Regions from separate parts of the Sus scrofa genome. Here regions 1 and 3 are each linked to region 2. A link is a contact called in public Hi-C and promoter capture Hi-C data. All regions are on one chromosome and are shown on one strand. The core of a region is the stretch at or near the end of the contact, and the rest is flanking DNA. Distances in the headings are between cores, read along the strand shown. Region 1 has its middle 36 kb from the start of NOV. Region 2 holds the start of TAF2 (transcription initiation factor TFIID subunit 2). Region 3 has its middle 36 kb from the start of MAL2.

The links. Promoter capture Hi-C pulls out the DNA fragments that hold promoters and counts their contacts. A called contact is a pair of places that touch in the nucleus more often than the background predicts.
Region 1: a promoter capture Hi-C map of fetal liver shows a contact between it and region 2, with 2.1 times the contacts expected there. The contact joins the enhancer-like site here to the promoter of TAF2 in region 2. A contact is called at or near these places in 2 of 5 promoter capture datasets (fetal liver and liver), 14 of 47 Hi-C or Micro-C datasets (alveolar macrophages, brain, embryonic fibroblasts and 8 more) and 1 of 2 datasets of contacts at active chromatin or transcription factors (skeletal muscle).
Region 3: a Hi-C map of omental adipose tissue shows a contact between it and region 2, with 6 times the contacts expected there. The contact joins the enhancer-like site here to the promoter of TAF2 in region 2. A contact is called at or near these places in 3 of 5 promoter capture datasets (fetal liver, fetal skeletal muscle and liver) and 6 of 47 Hi-C or Micro-C datasets (embryonic fibroblasts, fetal heart ventricle, mesenteric adipose tissue and 3 more).

What each region holds. Positions count from the first base shown.
Region 1 is chr4:19,477,222-19,479,921 of Sscrofa11.1, reverse strand. No RefSeq gene overlaps it. Among named protein-coding and RNA genes, the nearest start is that of NOV, 36 kb to the left of the region's middle. Within about 2 kb of position 1,446, at least 2 of the 83 cell types and tissues checked have an H3K27ac peak or open chromatin away from gene starts, as enhancers often do. A contact at or near this core is called in fetal liver, where this site is marked.
Region 2 is chr4:19,178,825-19,181,524 of Sscrofa11.1, reverse strand. It overlaps TAF2 (transcription initiation factor TFIID subunit 2), which reads right to left and starts at 1,310. Exons shown (of 26, transcript XM_021090551.1): 1 at 924-1,310; 2 at 459-513. The coding sequence starts at 1,006. It overlaps DEPTOR (DEP domain-containing mTOR-interacting protein), which reads left to right and starts at 1,394. Exons shown (of 12, transcript XM_021090558.1): 1 at 1,394-1,550; 2 at 1,941-1,990. DSCC1 (sister chromatid cohesion protein DCC1) reads right to left here. Exons shown (of 9, transcript XM_021090559.1): 9 at 1,523-2,700.
Region 3 is chr4:19,580,401-19,583,164 of Sscrofa11.1, reverse strand. No RefSeq gene overlaps it. Among named protein-coding and RNA genes, the nearest start is that of MAL2, 36 kb to the left of the region's middle. Within about 2 kb of position 1,379, at least 4 of the 83 cell types and tissues checked have an H3K27ac peak or open chromatin away from gene starts, as enhancers often do. A contact at or near this core is called in fetal skeletal muscle and omental adipose tissue, where this site is marked.

The sequences.
Region 1 (2,700 bases), core at 197-2,696, 300 kb before region 2:
TGCCACGAGTGTGGCCCTAGAAAAATACAAAAAGAGCCAAAATAATAATAATAATAATAATAATAATAATAATAATGATGATGGAGGAGTTCCCGCTGTGGCACAGTGGGTTAAGAATCTGACTGCAGTGGCTTGGGTCTCTGTGGAGGTGTGGGTTTGCAATCCCTGGCCTGGTGCAGTGGGTTAAAAGAGCTGAGATTGCTGCAGCTGCAGTGCAGGTCACAGCTGTGGCTGATTCAGTGCCTGGCCTGGGAACTTTCATATACTGTGAAAGCGGCCGTAAAAAGGGGAAAAGAATTTTTTAAATCATGATGGAAGTCAGTGAATCAGCTCTCAATCCCTGACCAAATCATGTGCTTCTCTGCTTTCTTCTTCCTTGAGCGAACCCAGCCACTTAGAAAAATGGGACCTAGAATTTACACTTCAATTTGCAATTTAATTAAAGTAAGAATGGCAGCCAGGGAGCATGTTTCAGGCTCCCCTTGCCAGGTAATCGGTAAACTATGACTGGATCTCTAACTGTATTTATTGACTTTATGTCTCTGGAAAAATAGAAAGTTCTTAATATTCTTTTATTAAAAGGTCTACAGATTCACTTGATGTAAATTCTGTTTGTTCTTCGTTTATAAGGATCGGTCCGGTGTATGGAAATATAGAGCGGTGTCTGCCTGGACTCCTAGACACCCCCACAACCAGAGAAATTGCCTGACGATACCAGCAAATGTGTCATGAGAACCAAAGAAGGCGAGAAACAGAGGCTGAGAGAAAAGCACAAAGCAAGATGACCAAAGCACAAGAGGGACGATAGACTGAGGATGAAACATCGTAGCAGGACCACCTGGTCACCCATCCTGGACCACTCTGCTCAGCAGCTGAGTCCCCCCGCCCCATTTGTATCAGCTTTTTTGTGTGTAAATGCTTAACACACAAGCATTTCTAAGCTTCTTTCAGGTCTAAAAATTACTCCCTTCACCATATACAGTTCTTTCTATATCACCTTCTACCTCTCATTCCCTTTATAGCCAAACTACTTGAAAAAAGAATATTCAATGCCCACCGTTTCCAGTGTTAAATTCCATTGACTTTCCTCAGTTTTCAGCCAGGTTCTTCTCCCTCCATCCCTTACGTTGCCATTGCCAAGATCAACTATGTCCATCCTGATACTAAGTCCGATAGGCAAATATTTCCCAATCTCAGTATATTAGCCTTTTCAGCAGCATTTGGCCCTGCAGCCCTCTTCCTCCCTGAGTCTCTGTGGCCCATTAGCAGGGTCTCACTCCTGGTTTTCCTGCAACCTCTATGACTGCTCCTTTTAGATGCCTCCACTTTGACCTAGCTTCCCTTGTGGAGGTGCTCACCAGGTTTCAACCCTCCCTCCTTAGGCAGATCACATGCACTCACTTCCCTGCCTTTATCAGCAAATGGTGCCGAGAAACCCACATCTTTATCATGTGCCAGGAGCTCACTGCTAAGCCCCAGTTCTCTAGATAAAATGCTCAGTAAGCTTCTGCCTGTTCACCCCAAACTCAGCCTGTCCAAAACTAAGCTCCTTAGCTTCAAGCCCAAAACCTACTCCTCCTGCACCCTGTCCCTTCATTTGGGGGCACCATCAGCTCAGTGCCCCAAGCCAGAAACCTGGGGACACATCACTCTTCTTCACTTTTCTCATCAAGTCCCTTCGAGGCTAATATTGCTTGGATCTCTCTTCTAAATGTCTCTTGCCACTGGTATAATTCAGACACTCATTCTCTCTCACCCAGATCAATGAAAGAGCCTCTAAGGAAACACAAAACTAGCCCTTTGTCCTTTTCCCATCAGTATAGTGTATATAAGCTTCAAGTCTGATAATGGGAATTCTCTAGTTAACCTTACCCAAAAACGTAGACTAAAATGCAATATCCTCAGCCAGATGCTCAAGGCTCTTTGTGATCTGGCAACTTATTTCTCAAGCTTCCTCCCTCAAGACCCTCTAATGCCTGTGCAGTGCTTCAGTCCCTCTAAGTCACTTCCGGGAGGTCCCACTGTGGCTCAGTGGGTTCAGAACCTGCCTGGTATCCATGACAATGCGGTTTTGACCCCTGACCTGGCTCAGTGGGTGCGTGGTGTAGGTTTCAGACACGACTAAGATCTGGCATTGCTGTGGCTGTGGTGTAGGCCAGCAGGGGCAGCTCTGATTTGACTCCTAGGCTGAGAACTTCCAGATGCAGCAGATGCAGCCCTGAAAAAAGACACACACACAAAAAAAGTAAATCACTTGCAGTTATCCCAGCAAATCCTACTTTACACACATCCCTGCCTCTGGCCGTGCGCCCAAGAACTCCCACTCTGCACCTCCCTCTAAAAGCCAGGACTGTGAAGACACAGTTTATACACGTCACCTCCTCCAGAAAGTTGATTCTGACTCCCTTTATCTAGATGAGTGTCTTGTCTCTGCTTGCAAAGCCCCCAGACCTCCCTTGTCATAATACCCATCAAATTGCTTTACGATCACTAATCCTCATTATCTGTCTCCCCTTGGAAGTCACACCATGATTTCCCATAGGCTGTACCCATCCCATAGATGTCCTTTATTTTTACCCAGAAAATGCTTTAAAGTAACACTTTAGGGGAGTTCCCTGGGGGTCTAGTGTTTAAGACTTGGTGCTTTCACCATTGTGGCCTGGGTTCAGTGAGATCACACATCAAGCTGATGCCTGCCAC
Region 2 (2,700 bases), core at 61-2,560:
GGGGGGATGGTTACTAGATTTCAAAAACATTACTTAAAACTTTACTACAAACCAATGCCACCTAAACAAAGTCAGCCAAGAACCAAGAAATAAAAGGGGCCCTTAAAAGCCAAGTTAATGAGTCACTGTGTGTCTTTACCTTAATTAATTTTCTCGTAGAAAACTCACTGTGGACTTATTCTTGTTTCATACACAATTTTAAAATGTTTGGTGATACAGACTTATATTGAACAACGGATTAAAACAAGTAAAACTGTAATTAGGAAATAGGGAGGAGGAAAAAAAAAAAAGAATTGAGGAGGCAGCCAGAACACTAACAAAGCCATGGCCCTTGGAGGCACACAGATCCTAATTCTAATTCTTATTCTCAAAATACAGTTACCTGGAAAGGAAAGTTCCTTAAGTATACTGTAAAGGATGGACTTGTTTTTGCTTACAATTGTTAAGAATACACTTACCACAACAGATTTTCTCTGGAAGTTTATGTTGTTGATGCAGACGACCTGATGGGTTGTATATTGAAAAACAAAGAAAATATTTCGATTATTAAATAGTGCACAATTCTATCCAATTATAAACAAGAACTATGTTCTAAGCAGCTCTAAAGCACACTTAACTTACATGTTAAAATCCCAGAAATTGGGTTAACTTGCTCTTTTTAAATTTGCCAACAGACCCGAAAACAAATTTCGTTAGACAAAAATGCAGCTTAGCACTTTAAGAAAAAGGTTTATTAACCTGAAAAGGGCAATAAATCTGCTGAATCACACTATCAAAACATTTTCGCCCTACAAACACCATTTCCATCACCGTGAGTGGCTTCTTGCTTCCCGCAAGGTTTCCCAGGCCCACTAGGTCAGTTTCAAGCAATCACAAAATATAATGAAAACCAAAAGAAGAAAAGGGAATGAAAAAATACTTATAGCTTATATGGCCTTGGGCTTTCAAAGCCCTTGTCTCCTTTCTTCCTGTTCATTCTGGCGGGCTCCAAACCAGTCGGCGGCATGAAGGGATCCTGCGGAGCTCGGCTTCCCGGCTTCCCAGGGTGCGGTGGAACATTACCGGTCTGCGGGACCTGACACTCGCCGCTTCCCCACGCTCCCAAAAGCCATGCCCTACTGCCGGGGCTCCCTAGGCACCCACGCCCGGCCCTGCCCGATCCTCTGCCGCCGACGCCTCCAACTTGCTCCAGCGATCAGGGGTCCTTCAGGAGTCTCTGCTAAGCTTCTGCCGCGGAGACGCTCCTCACAGAAACCACCCACGGTGCGGATCAGCCGACATCTTGTCACCTCTGAACTTCGACGTCAGCGGAAGTGGGACGGAGGTGAGGACCGGGCCGGAAGTTTTGTTAGTGGGCGGGGCTTACGCCGGAGTACAAGCGTGTTTGTGTTTCCATTTCCGTGAGTTAACTGTGGGTGAAAACTGTTGAAAAAAGCGAGTCAGAGATTTGGTGGGGGCGGGGGGAAGAAGAGCAGGAAGGAAAGGAGGAAACACTGAATTTTATAAGACAAAAGACGTAGCATAAGCGTACTGTAAAGTATGGGGACAAGGTTTGTGAAGAGTCGGGCTGGGAGCTAATAACCGGGGCAGGGTTGGGGTGGGAGGGGGATAGGAAACCAGGAGGAGAGATGTGCCTGTGGTTTGCTGTGTGAACAGACACTGTTAACTCCTGGGCCTCCGTAATTTAAGCTGTAAAATACTTGATTAGACCAAGTAGTCTTAACTCAAATTCCAGAGTGTTTACTAGGCACTGCTGCCTCAGCATTTATTAAAAAAACAAGTGGATTATATAGATGCAGAAGAATTTTTTGAACGGACAAATATTTTGAAGCCATCGTATTTGCATTTCATGTTTGTACAGCTGTTAAGTTCCAATAACAGTTAAATTTTAGCTAGTTGTGGATAACTCCTCAACATTTTTTTTTAAACTTGTGGAACAGATTAAACCCTGGTCTACCCCTTCCAGCTGTCCTGGGAACAAGTTCATTAGGTAAATTAAAATTAATTTGAATTTTGGTCTAAATGAAAACATACTAGGAAAATAAAGATGTAAAGGAACTTTATCAGGCATTCCAGAACCAGCTAAGAATTACTTGTAGTTTTTTAGTGAGTATTACCTGTGTGAGTATCCTTTATTATAAGATTATAAACTACAGTTAGTATTTTTTACATAGATTAGTATTAAAATGTGTCTTCTTATAAGGCAACTATACTCAAATAATTTTTTTTAACTGGGTCTTCTTGAATTATAAACTTTAATACCATTTTGCATGGAAGATGAAGAATATTTAGAGAGATAGATGCTTTTTCTCCAACTGGATTAAAGAGATGTCATTGGGTTAAGGAAAGAATGAGAGAAAAAGAAGCAGAAAGGTAGTATACAAACTTTCCTCCCAAAGAGCACATCTACATCAGCCAGGTGAACAGGAGCAATTGTCAAGCCAATTTCATCAATACAAACAACTAATTTAGATAACTGATAGCATCATGTGACTTCCTGTTTTGGTGGAAGGTTAAAAGTAGAGGGGAACTCTCTTGAGAAATGATATTTAAGTGAATAATTCTCTTCTAGGAAACTGTTACTACTCAGTTCTTTGAAAACTTTTAAATTTATTATTAATTAGAATGCCAAATCTTAGAGAAATGCAATTTTAAATATAAAAAAGCAAAATTATCATTCTAATAAATAAACCCATACAG
Region 3 (2,764 bases), core at 130-2,629, 400 kb before region 2:
GAAGAACCATATATGCTAGAGACACAGTTTTGGAGATATGAGCATCCAAGCGGTAGGTGATGCCTTACTTACATGATCTGTTAGCTCAACGTTGAGAAACATGCAGAAGAAAAAAAGGAAGAGAAATACCAACACATAAGGATGGGTGGAAGAAAAATAGCCCAAGAAAGAAATTGAGGAGGACTAGCCAGAGATTTAGATACAATATGGCTGGACACAAGTCGATGAAAGGAAGACCCAGGGAAATTGATCAGCTTGTCCAGTGCTGTAAGGGCATGGCCTTGATGTGGCTCATTCAGTAGAGAGGTTGGGGCAATGGTCAGAACACGGCCAAGGGTCCAAAAATGGCAAGTATTTATTTCACAAATAGTTATTGAATGCTTCCTGGAGACTAGGCACAGAAGAAAAAGAAAATGATGTAACTTTTATGTCCTTGATGTTAATAAAGGAAAAAAAATTTGATTTATTCATTAATATTCCTGATTCCACCTCTTTATCTTATCCAAAGTGATCTCAATCAGCTCTGGTTATTTGTAGTTTGTTATCCATAACTCTGAAATGTAAAAAAAACCTCTGTATTTTTTTAATATGACTTGACCTAATGGGAAACTATTGTTATTCATTATTTATCTCTCAGTGTGAACATTGATGATATGTTTTACTGCAGAAATATTGATATAGATGATTATAAGGTGCTGCACTCTATCCCACTTTTGGTAACATAATATATGGCACACATTCTGTGTTTGCTTTTTAAATTTTTTTTTTAAATTGGGTTCCAAAACACATATGACATCAAGGATTTTATTTGAGAAATTATGTACATCTAGAATTATAGCACTTCATTAAAACACTTCCAAAAATATACATATTTTTTTCCTTTCCGTATTAGGCACTGCTGATGAGAGCCATATATAATATTTATTTTGAGTGTGAAACTTTCTGGCAGATAGCAAGTTATTGCACTAAACAACAGTCTATTTATCCCTCTCTATGGCAACTATCACCACTGCTCGAGTGCGCTCGCTCCCAGAGTACTTAGCGGGGCCTGGAGGGTGCTCCTGAGCTTACAGAGAGATGTCTTGTCCTGGAGTTGACCCTGCTCCCCTGGGCATTCTCTTTGCTTCCTTTGTTCTATGGCCCAGGGTCTGCTGGCTCCCTTTTCTGTCCTGCACCTGGGCCTGCTTCCGTTTTCTTTTCCATGAAATCCTAGGCTAGAAGAATCTTCCCATTCTCATTTGGCAAGCTTGGGGGTCATTACCATTTCAGAGCTGGAAGAAAATTCAGAGAGAGCATCTAGTTCAATCCCCTCCTTTTAGAAACAGGATACTGAGGTGCGGGGAAGTGAAGGGACTTGGCCCCATCACCCAGGGGAGGACTTTGATCCAGGCTGCTACTCCACCTTCCCAGTTCACGGGATTCAAACATCAGATGCATGGGGATAGGAGGTTCGATGGGGGATATTTTTATTTGGCTCTGTTTGTTTGTTGGATAGTTTATTTGACTATCTAGTTTTCCTCTGGACTCTCACCTCCCGGTTTCCATCCCTGTAGTTCAAGCAAAATTCACTCAGATCCCTAGTTCCACAGATCACAAACAACTGGAACAGGCTAATCAGAGAAGCACAATCTTCAAGCACAGTGACTGGCTCAGAAAGGAATTGCTGACCCAGTCAGAGATCTGGGGAGTTTTCAGACAACTACTGAGAAAGGGGAATATGTGTGTCTTTGTAATTCCCCATTGGACCTCAGTGGAGCCTAGGATCATGTCGCTTCAAGCTACTTAAAGCCACCTTGCTATCACATGAAGCCAAGAGAGAGGAAGCCACAGCTTGGAGGTGGAAGGACACAGAATTCTGAAGCCATCGTTGGAGTCTCTAAATTCACCGCTGCCTGAAACCCCCTTTCCCTCTGGCTTTTTCAGTCTCATCAACCAATTAATTTCTTCTTTTGTTTAAAACCAGTCTGGGTGGATTACCTGCCATTTGCAACCCTGAATGTCTCAACCAATAAAATAACCTTTTATAAAGTCTCTTCAAACACTGTCGGTTTATGACTTGATACTTTTCTTCTGAAGGTCTGGTATTTCTGGAATCTCTGAAATTCAATAACTCACTGAACTGAGGTGAAGCGGGGAAATATGCAGAGTGAAACTCTTGCATCTTGATAAACGCTGTAGTTTTCTACTCTCGGTAGAAGACACCATTGCTCATTTTACCAAAGTCAGATTTTCTCATTAGAGTGTGGATGTGTGAATCTATTTGCCTAGTTTGAAACTTACACAAGCACCATCACTTTTTATGTTGCAAACTGAACTCCGGCATCAAGCTTTGTTGTTTATTTGAATTTATAAAGACCATAATTTCCTGTTCTTAAGAACAAAAAGCTAAAAGTGTTTTTAAAAGTTAAGTAGTTGTGTTTTTTTTTAATAAATAAGTCTCAAGAGTTTTCTTAAACTTCAAACCATTGTAAAAGAATACCATGGTAATGAGCTAAATGTAAATGAAACAGAACCTTCCAGATTACATTTGCCTTCAAATCCATTTGAGTTTATAAACCAAAGGGAAATGATTTGATTCCTAAGAAACCCCATGGGAGGATGGATAATATTTAACATGTTCGTCTCTACTAAATTAGACCATTTTTATTGAATGATGATCTTATTTGCATATGAAAAGTGTCTTCCCATGGTTTTCCCAACAGGGAGTTTTCCTGAGTAAAATCAACAGAGGAAGGTTTAACTTAAAGAAGACAAGTCTTGCACT